Regions from separate parts of the Mus musculus genome. Here region 1 is linked to region 2. Evidence: chromatin contacts called from public ChIA-PET data. All regions are on one chromosome and are shown on one strand. The core of a region is the stretch at or near the end of the contact, and the rest is flanking DNA. Distances in the headings are between cores, read along the strand shown. Region 1 holds the start of Ddhd1 (DDHD domain containing 1). Region 2 holds the start of Ptger2 (prostaglandin E receptor 2 (subtype EP2)).

Region 1 (5,553 bases), core at 2,570-5,069, 670 kb after region 2:
ATACAATGGGAAAGGTAAAAAACTACACAGGATTGTTAGGTCCCGTCATTAGGGGCAAGGCTGAGACCACCATACTGGGTATATACTCTTCCCCTCAAAAGGTGTGAAAACGTATGAAACTAATTCAAGTAAAGCCACACAAGACATAGACACTTAAGAGGACCCCTGAAAACCTGCTATTGTGTTTGCACACTAGACCAGTGGTTCTAAACCTGTGGGTTGTGACCCATTTGGGGATCAAAGAACCCTTTCACAGCAGTTGCCTGAGACCAACAGAAATGTCAGATATTTACATTACAATTCACAATCTAGCAAATATTACAGTTATGAGGTAGCAGTGACAACAATTTTATGACTGGGGGGGGTCACCACAAATGAAGAACTCTATTAATGGGGTACAGCATTAGGAAGGTTGAGAGCCACTAGATTATAAGGTGCCCTTGAATACCCACAGGACTATATATTGTGAAGAGCTGGTCAGAAAAACTAAAATGAAAACAAAATGGTTGTTATGTGCGAATTAACAACAAGTAATTCATTAGCTATATCTAGCCTCCTAACATTTGCTTTCGGAAAGAACACTGGCGAGGCCCACGTGACCTTCAGGTTTATGTTGTCGCCATCACTGACTTATAACGTATGATGTTCTATTTTCTCATCTCCAACCCAACAGTGCACAGGCACCAATCACACCTGATACAGACTCTCTGGCTGGCTGCGACTCAAAGGATAAAGTCCAAACTCAGCGCTGCACATCCCCTCTGGGCAGTGCTCCTGACAGACTGCCACTTGCCAATCCTCATACAGCCACACTGCTGGGGTGGTCAGATCCAAACCCACATTGGATGCCTGAGCCTCAGAGGTGCAGCCTTCATTCCTTCAACTGCTCTGCAGTTTCACGCCTCTGTATCCTTGGATATGCTGGCCCCAACTGAGAGGAACCCCTTTCTCTAATCCCCGTGCTTCCTCTGACTCCTGCAGACTCAGTCTTACATCCACGGTGGCCTGTGCGTCCCTTTGGATGGGTGAAATACATACGGCACTGTGTTCCCTCACTACTGCTTACTGCATCACTTTCTAGCTGCGTGACCTTGGTCAAGTTCATTAATAACACTGAGGCTACATCCTTGTAGGATGAAAGTCAACATCAATTTGCTCCACAGTGAAAATTACTTTGTGAGCAGAGTAAGGTGTTAAACTTGTCAGTCTAGTGCAAGCACTCTAAGGCTAAGCTAAGGGAGAGACAGCTTTACTCTCCAGCCCCCCTTTCCAGGATGCTCTATGCTCTCACTCCCCTGCTCCCTTTGATATTTATTGTTTTTACTTTATGTGCACTGGTGTTTGGCCTGCATGTATGTCCGTGTGAGGGTGTCAGATCATGGTGTTACAGACAGATGTGAGCTGCCATGGGGAGTATGGGGGCTGGGATTTGAACCAGGGTCTTCTGGAAGAGCCCTCGGTGTTCTTACCTGCTGACCCATCTCTCCAGCCCCTCTGACCTTGCTTTCTGGGTCCACTAAGTTCTGTGTTTTTATCTGCAGGAAAGACCCATGGTGATGTGTGGATCATTTAAAAAGAAATGGGATGGGAAGCCTCTGAAAGACATGGGTTTCCAAACAATGTGCACAGAGGTACTGTGCTAGCACATACAACTACTAAGTCCGTCCTCAGTGAGTTTATAATCAAGAGGTGACCTAACAGAGTCCATATGAGTCTCATCTTTAAAAAACTAACAACCTTTATTGCCTTTATTGTCCTGAAGAGTAGCAAGAAATTTCCTGCTATGCTACCTATACCTGACTTGGAATGTGCTGAATCTGCCATCATAGTTACTTGCACCTAATGCATGCATGCTTTAGCATTATCAGAATCACTGATGCAATTCGGTACCAAGTCATCGAATACCTGCTTTATGAGTACAAAGATAAAGGTGGTGGACTCTGACCAGAAGCTACTAAATAAACCGAAAGGAAGCTAAGCCATCAATACACATAATTAATATAGATCAGAATAAATAATATAAGATGTATAGAGGGCCAAAAGATCAGGAAAAGACATTTGAGTAAGGGCACTGAAGCCCATAAAGTTAATACTGTATGGTACAAATTATTGATGGCCAATAACTTGTTACTACTACATATCATATATATTAATAACTGCTGCATGCCACGTCAGATTATGGATTACCCTTCCTCATTCTGATTTTAAACCTACCCGTGTTGCCTAAAGCATCGTTCAGACCTTTATGACAGTCCCATTTAACAGATGTGAAAACCGAGGTCGTGCAATTTTTCTAGGTTAAGAAGCAAAAGTAAAAATATGTAAAAAGGACCCAAGAGATATGAAAACATTCTATACAGAGGGTACGGACCCACTTCGCACTGCCACTTCCTGCAGTTCTTTCCTCTTGTGCCCAACACATCCACTGTGAATAACACATTGTAACTCTCCTTTCCCGTCAGGGCTTTTCTCTTCTCAGGTTTTAAGCTGAACTGTTGATTCTCATAAAAACACTCAAGCATTTCCACTCACTCCAGGACATGTTATTTAAATCACAGGAGCTTCAGGAGACACGAGACCGAATCAGATATCCAGGTGGACAAAGCCCCTGGTACGGTCAAGAAACTAAAGCTACTGGCTTGGGGATCCGTTCCTGGATACCCTCCAGGGGATGGCAGCAGCACTCTACTCACCCAGGAGGCACAATCCCCGGCGGAATCCTCCCCTCCTGACCCCGCTAGCAGCTTGGGCGCTGCCATCTGCTCTTTTACCCTTCACCTGCCGAGGCACCCCGCGCAACCTGCATCCTAACCCGAGGCAGGCATCGCGGGGGCAACCGAACCCCCAAACGCCGTCCAGCGCGCGCCGAGCCTGGCCCGCCCCTGGCCAGCCACTTACGGTTCCAGTACACCGGGTAGCACTCTCCTTGAGTGACATCCACCTCGTAGAGGCCGCCGCGCACGCACACCGGCTCGATGGTCACCAGCTCCTCCATCTCCGGCTCAGGCCCCGCCGCGCGCGGGCAGAAGCCGCAGGCGCTGTCCTCCTCGTCTTCCTCCCCGAAGCTGGAGCTTGGGCCACACACCCGGTCTCCATCGCGGCCCGCCGCCCGGGCCTGGGCGCCCGTGGTCTGCAGCAGGGTCCGGAAGGCGAGCTCGATGCGCAGAGAGTCGTAGCCGATGAAGGGCTTCCAGGTCTTCTTGTCTTCCTTGTAGAACCAGCGCACCTCCTCGGGGCCCAGCTCCGTCACCACCTCGTAGCGGTGCCGGGCGGCTGCGCCGCCGGGCCGGGCGCGCTTCCTGTCCCCGGGGCCCCCTCCCGCCGCCCCGCCGCCCCCCGAGTTCTGGGCGACGAGCGGCGGCGGAGGCGAAGAAGAGCTGCCGCCGCCCGCGCTCTCGCCCTCGCTGTAGTAGCGCAACGACGAGCCGGACTCGGCCGAGCTGAAGTCGTAGGTCTCGTCGCTGAGGCACGGGTCCAGAGCCAGGTGGCTCAGGTCGTCGGCGCCCGGTGCCAGGTGCAGCGGCTCGGCGCGCAGCAGCGACAGCGGCACGCTGTCGCCCGGCTGGTGCTCGAAGCAGCAGCCGCCGCCGCCGAACACGCCCGCCGCGTCCGAGCCCAGCTCCCAGGCACCGCCGCCGCGGCCGTTACGCTCGGGGCTCCGTGGGGCGCCGCGGCCCGGGTAGTTCATGCCGCCGGCGCTTCCGCCACACGCGCATCCGACGCCGCCGCCCTCTCGGCCCGGACTTTATAATCTTTCAAATCCCGAGCAGGGCAGCAGCTGCGGCCGAGGCGACTCCGCCTCCCCGCCGGCCCCCGGCCGCCGCAGCGCCGTTCCGGGGCCCGCCCCATTGTTACGCAGCCCTGCGTGGGCGGGGCCACAGGGGCCCCGCCCCCAGCCGCGCGCGCCTCCCCGGAAGGCCCGAGGACTCTGCTGGAGCTCCCGTTTGGCGCTAGGCTGTACGTAGTCTTCCGCGCCTGGAAGCGGGGGTCAGACGGGGTCGCGGCGGTCTCGGCATCCGTGGAGCCCCTGCCTCACGACTTTCGACGCAGTGGCTCCGCCCCCTCGCTTCCACGCCCCTGGATGCCAGCCGCAGTGAGGCTCTCGCCCACTCATCTTTACACTTTCGGGTCATGAGCCCCGTGGGTGATTCAGCTGTATGCCCAGAGGGGCCCTGGAAGTTGCTAGCTCACGTTCCTGGCTTTAGGCCTGCTTTCAGCATCCGAAAGACCTGCTCGGTCACCTGGTTTGGCCCTTTCCCAACCTTCAGCCCATTCATACAGAAGGCACCCCACCTCTACGCCTGCTGCTCACCTGGGCACGACCACTCCCACTTACAAAACTGGCGTCCTAGAGTCACTGTGCCAGTTCTTTAGATTGCTTGCCCTCTTGTCCTTATGCTTCCTGTTCTTTCTGTAGTGCAGTAAGGCCTTGGATGGAAACCAAGTCCCTATGTCTTAGTCTTTTCCCACAGTCTGTGCGCATTCGATGTACCTTGGTTATAACTAACTGGTCTTGCCAGCCTTGTGTGGTAGATTATTAGACTGAAAGAGGAAAAAAAAAAAAACAAAAACCTAGGTTCTAAACTCAGCTTTGCCACCTCCAGGCAAGTCACTTAATCTCCTTTATCTATTTGTCTTATTCCTTGCTATAAGTAGGAGATCGTTGCACCGGACGGTCTCTAGTAATTCTATGGCTTTTAAGCCTTCCCAAGTTTGGTTTGGTTTTTGTTTTTAGTATAACTCTGATTCTGTAACTCACTTCCTGGTTTCAGGGAGACACGGAGGCTCTGTTATGTTAGACTTCCAAGACAGAGTAAAGAGAAGACAGAGACCAGAGTCTGACCTCAACAGATGGACAGTTTATTTCAAACAAAGAAGGAAAGACACTCTCCGGAGGGAAATGGGTGTCTTAGAAGGGAGTAAACTAGCTGGGGCCCTTTATAGAGGCAAGTGGGTGGCTTGGAAATGAAATTCTTGCAGCCATAGAGCTATGTGTCGGTCTATGATGTACCTTTCCTGGAATTATCTGTTTTATTAAAAGGCAGTTCATTTTGGGGAACAGGCTGCCCCAGCAGAGATTATTTGGACTGTGGCTGACTGATGAGTTTGGTCAAGGTCAGCTGTAACTTCATAGAAATCCTGTTTTATAGCTGAGGCACTCTGTCACCTCAGACCATTCTCTTAAATTGAAAAAAAAATTCATTTTATAAACCCATCCTATCTTGAGAAAACAATCTCCAATCTTGCTCTTACTTCAAGAACAGACAGTCTTCACTGTTAATGTTTACTTTGTGGAAACAGGTCAGTAGGGCAAGTTGTCTTGCTCTCAGGATGTAACCTGTCAGAGAGCCTTCAAAGTCATTATTTCAATCAGGCTCATCTCTGTTGTGCCCTGTGCTTTTGGAGGGATCTGTTGGAAGGCCCTGCTTTCTATGGGCAGATGATACTGTTGCAATTCATGATAAATAGAGGAACATGGGTGGTATTTTCTACCATAACGACTGGATTGGCTGGATAATCTTGCTCAGTGAGCAGTCTGTCCACTTGTACATT
Region 2 (5,347 bases), core at 1,195-3,694:
AATTCTCTTTGAAAAAAATTATTTAGACATGCATAGATATCAAGAAGTAAAGTTTGAGTGTTTTGAAAGACATAACTCCTGCAAATAGAAACATGCAAGCCCCGGTGTTAGCTTCCTCCAAGTAGTTCTCCTTCCTTTCATGTTTATCTTTGCCTGCCTTTGAAAAATGACCTATGGTAAGTAGCTTCCCTTCCAAAGCCCCTGAGTTACAGATCCATAAAGGAAAATATGAATTTTATATTTCAAGTAATATGTATTAGTCAGAGATCCTCAAAGAAATAGGACCAATTGTATATGTCTTTCTCTTTATGTGTGTTCTGTATACAAAGTCATATGATACACAATGTTTTTGTCAATAGTGTACGTCACACTCAAATAACAAAACTGCCTAGCAACAGCTTTCTCAGTCTGTATTCCAGCCCTTGATTTACATGTGGCTCTCTATGTGTGTCTACTTGTAAAGCCAGTGTTATGTTTGGAAGAAGTCTCAAGACTGAAGAGCTAAAAGTTGAGATTCTAGTCAGCCTGAAAGCCTGAGAATCAGGAATGTCAATGGCGGATCAATGCCCCAAATGAAGCTGGGTATCAACCTTCACCTATATTCCTAGTGCTATTCACTCAGCAACAGACCAGATGGGGCCCACCCACAATGGAGCTGTTATGTGCCTTAGTCAGTCCAGCAATGTGGATGCTAAGTTCTTTAGAACACCTCCCAGATATAGTCAGACATACTGTTTAGTCAGCTCCTGGGCATCCCATGCCTGACCAAGTTGACACACAATTACTAATCACATGGTGTTCCCCAAACACAATGGCTTCATGAACAGGAACTGAAAATTAGCAAAGCTGTATGTCCCAATTCTAAAACTGAGGGTGTTAATATATTTTTCTATTAAGAAATCCTAGACTCTGGATAAACTGAACTTGTACTGGGATGCTGACACTACAATTAGAAATGGGAAGAAGCCACTTTCAAACTACAGAAGATAATTCAATTTACTGAACCGACCTGATGGTCTGAGTAGGTAGAGATGGCAAACTAAGCATCCAGTGAGACTGCTGAAACATGGAACACAGTAGGACTGCTAGCTCTCTCTGTGCAACTACTGGAAACAAACACACAAACAAACAAAAATGCTAATTTGAATATGTTGCAAATGAAATCACGAAGCCCAGAAAAGTAATTACTAAGATATGAACTCCTAAGAATTATACAACTAGCTCTGGTCTTTTTCTTGTGACATATTCACCTTTAAGTAGGGATCACTCACGGAGCCCCAAAGCCACCTGTCCTGTAGACAAACTTCCCTGCACCAGGGAATTCCTTGCTTAAACCCATGTCTGGGGCTTCATAGTGGCTTCTTCCCCCAGGATCCCCAAGACTGTCTCACATGCAGGGAGTGCATACCCTAGGGTCTGAGGGGTTGTTGAGGAAGGGGTATGGACAGAGCTTAGTAATCAGAAACTAGATTGTCCACACACCTCTGTGAGAATCTTCTCACAGTGTGCTACTAAGTTGGGGTAGAGACTAGCAGAAAAAGGCAGAGGGTATAGGGATGAGATCTCGAATTTTCTCTGGTATCCATTAAAGTCAGCAGAGTCATGTCACTCATGTAGTGAAAAGGTAGAGACAATTATATAGAAATAGAGCCACAAGGGGCTTTTGTTATAAGGTGACCATGGAAACAGAAAGGGTATAAAAGCCTTTGGAAAGTAAACACAGTGGAAACAGCATCAGAGTCTTGCCTGTTCTGCTCATTCCCCAACCATGTGGGAGGAGATGGCACAAGATGGACATGGGAGAGTCCACTTTGGGTGGCTGTGTGGAGGACGCTACTGGCCTGCAGTTTACAGCCTGAAAGGAAACTAGAGGAGTTTGACACCCACTGCATCCATGCCCTACAAACTTAGCAATGGAGTGGATAGCTTCAGCTGTGGGAAATGAGCCTGTAGGCCTCCCAAATGGATTCTGCTTCCCGTATTTTGCTAGAAAACCCCTCCAGTCCCCAGGCCAGAAGCATGGTGAGCTAAGTCATGAGAAGCAAGGTGTACTCCATAAATAATCTTTCCATTGCTCTTTCTTTTTACTCCTGGGCAAACCTTTCTTTCTCAGCACACTCTCTTTCTCTGCATGAAATACACTTTTTCTAGTAGTATACCCTTGCCTACGTTGTCTGTCAGGCTGGACTGAGAAAACCAGAAACACTGCTGCATTTTTAACTACTCTGTAACTATGGCAACAAATGATAAATAACTATTTATGCCAGCTTCATTGTGAAACTGGCCAATTACCAAAACACTCCGGGAATAAATCCTTCGAATGGTTAACTGACTGTGGAGAGACGAATGTGAACAATGTATTAACAGATTCTTCAAGATTGAGCCTCAATAGAGAACACTTAAGTGCCATTTGTTTTCCATCTGGGGCCACAAACATGACTCTAGAGGATTACAAGAACAGTTCCTGTTTTGTTTTGTTAGGATTGCTTAAGCAAGTCGTTGTTATAGGAAGGCAAAGGCCACTCTGTGGTGTGCACGGTTCCATTTCTTGGATGGATAGGTTTGCTTTTCAGTTCCTTCCAGTTTTTGTCCCACCTTTGTTGGGTATCTTTCTGGATGTTTTGTGTTTTGTTTTGTTTTAAAGGAAAACAACAACCTCTCTCATATTCTTACTTCAAGTTGTCTTGATGTTTTTGTGCCTCCTCCACACCTCACAGGGCTGGACTCTCTTAACCTCAGTTTGGTGAGTTCCTGTTACCCCAGTCTTATTAAACTGTGCTGGTTCCCAGCCTTCTGCTAGGGCTAAAGGCTTCAGAGCTGAAGTCAGAGGCACTGCAACTTCCAACCCATAGGAAGGAAGACCTTATGGGCCAGCTCAGGGTGAGCGCTGGGAACGCCCCCAGGTCCCTTCTAGAGCCCTGTCAGTGTGTGTCTGCCCTGCCTGGCCCCACGGCAGCAGCTCGCAAGCAATCTAAATTGCTTTCCTGGATTCCACTACTGGACTTGCCCCCTGAAGGCGCTGGAGGGAGCAGCTGCTCTGGCAAGCACCCCCTGCTAGGGCAGGTGAGGCACAGAAGCACCGAGAGCGACCGGATATTGTAGTGAAGAGGCCACTGTACGTACAGGCAGGAGACCCAAACAAGTCTGTCCTTGGTGCGAGTTGGGGGCCGGAAGGGAGCTCTGGATTTCGGTCCCTCCCCTTTTCCCTGCTCTGTCTTGGAGCCCTGGGGCCATCAGACCCTCCGACTGTCTGGTACTTGCCTGGAAGAGATATCATCTCTCCTCCACACCCTCCACCATGGACAATTTTCTTAATGACTCCAAGCTAATGGAGGACTGCAAGAGTCGTCAGTGGCTCCTTTCGGGGGAAAGCCCAGCCATCAGCTCGGTGATGTTCTCGGCCGGGGTTCTGGGGAATCTCATCGCACTGGCACTGTTGGCGCGCCGCTGGCGTGGGGACACCGGGTGTAGCGCCGGCAGCAGGACCTCTATCTCCTTGTTTCACGTGCTGGTAACGGAATTGGTGCTCACTGACCTGCTGGGAACCTGCCTCATCAGCCCGGTGGTGCTGGCTTCATATTCAAGAAACCAGACCCTGGTGGCCCTGGCTCCCGAAAGTCACGCGTGTACCTATTTCGCTTTCACTATGACCTTCTTTAGTCTGGCCACGATGCTCATGCTCTTCGCTATGGCCCTGGAACGCTACCTCTCCATCGGGTACCCTTACTTCTACAGGCGCCACTTATCGCGCCGCGGGGGTCTGGCGGTGCTGCCTGTCATCTATGGGGCCTCCTTGCTCTTCTGTTCCCTGCCGCTGCTCAACTACGGGGAGTACGTCCAGTACTGTCCTGGGACATGGTGCTTTATCCGGCACGGGAGGACTGCATACCTTCAGCTGTACGCCACGATGCTCCTGCTGCTTATCGTGGCTGTGCTCGCCTGCAACATCAGCGTTATCCTCAACCTCATTCGCATGCACCGTCGGAGCAGAAGAAGCCGCTGCGGATTGTCTGGCAGTAGCCTAAGAGGCCCTGGATCTCGCAGGAGAGGAGAGAGGACTTCGATGGCAGAGGAGACGGACCACCTCATTCTCCTGGCCATTATGACCATCACCTTCGCCATATGCTCCTTGCCTTTCACAGTAAGTCACCTTTGTTTCCACAGCCCCGCAAGCAGCCCGCGCAGCCTGCTCAAACTCCTCTCACCCCACCCTTTCCACCTTTAGGCACAGCCTGGGTGGGAAATGTCTTAATTGACAAAGGTCAATTGCCTTCCCCTTTCCTTTTCACCTTACCCACTTCCTTCCTTCCTCCTCCTGTCTTTGCATATGACTGTTGCTACTTAGCACTTCTTCTAAGAACCTGCTTGGTCTCTTCCCTGGGTTGGTAACTGAAGAGGAGGGAGTCCCTCCCAAGATAGGATGTTGACAATGTTATAATCTGATCACTGGGGCCCACTTTGCTATCCTTGAGGCCCCTTCTCTTGGTGCTTTCATTTCTCCTGAGCAAAATGTAGTTGTCAACACACAGCATTCAGAAGGCCCTTGGTGTAGAAGGTTACAGCCTCTTTCATTTGACTTTAGGAACATTAAGTTACAAAATTGTTTCTTGATGTCACTGTCAGGAGCACACATAGATGCTCCTCATTCTGTAGCTGTGCACTTTGTGAGCACATAGATAAATTCAGTAACAGCTGGAACATCTCAGGGATGAGGGAAAAGGTTGCTTGGGGAACTGAGGCAGGGCCAGGATAGAAACATGGGTGTTGCTCAGTTAGAGGCAGCATTGACAGTGAGATCTGAAATAAATGCTGAGCTGCTAAAGCCTAATGTGGATGCACAGCCAAAGTTGAAGCCTTCTGGTCCTTCATAAAGAACTATAGAAGGGGGGTTTGGGAAAGGACAGCATGGAGAGTGTCTAGTCAGAGATCTGAAGCAGTAGAAATAGCTCTTCTCTGTTTCTCATGGATGTTTCTGATTGGTGCCATCTATTCATCCTCAAGGGGAAAGATCAGAACCCCGTCACCAAGGGACTTCCCTTCTCAGCTGTGCTCTGCTCCCCATTGCCCTCACACTTGTCCTTTTCTTCTCTCCTCTACCACAGAAGATGGTCTGAACTGGCAAGTTATACTTAGTGGGGAATGCTATGGAGCTGGTCACACCGCCCTCTTAAATAACGAATTGGACTGTGGAAGCTGGCATCTCCATAGCTACTCCAGAAGGAGAGTTTGTGTTGGGGAATGTTGTGATTTAACCAGAACGTGGCTCCTGTGCTTTTGTGTTTTATGTTTGGGGCTGCATTAGCTTTTGGAGGTGGGGCTAGGATGCTGACCATTATCTCTAAAAGAA

Evidence for each region. ChIA-PET counts read pairs in DNA pulled down with a chosen protein or histone mark.
Region 1: an RNA polymerase II ChIA-PET map of memory CD8 T cells shows a contact between it and region 2, with 12 read pairs. The contact joins the promoter of Ddhd1 here to the promoter of Ptger2 in region 2. A contact is called at or near these places in 1 of 39 promoter capture datasets (stem cell-derived epiblast-like cells) and 1 of 115 datasets of contacts at active chromatin or transcription factors (memory CD8 T cells).

The regions. Positions count from the first base shown.
Region 1 is chr14:45,654,324-45,659,876 of GRCm38.p6, forward strand. It overlaps Ddhd1 (DDHD domain containing 1), which reads right to left and starts at 3,820. Exons shown (of 14, transcript NM_001042719.2): 1 at 2,899-3,820. The coding sequence starts at 3,688. Mir5131 (microRNA 5131) reads right to left here and starts at 3,730; the gene lies at 3,638-3,730.
Region 2 is chr14:44,985,667-44,991,013 of GRCm38.p6, forward strand. Ptger2 (prostaglandin E receptor 2 (subtype EP2)) reads left to right here and starts at 2,445. Exons shown (of 2, transcript NM_008964.4): 1 at 2,445-4,141. The coding sequence starts at 3,299.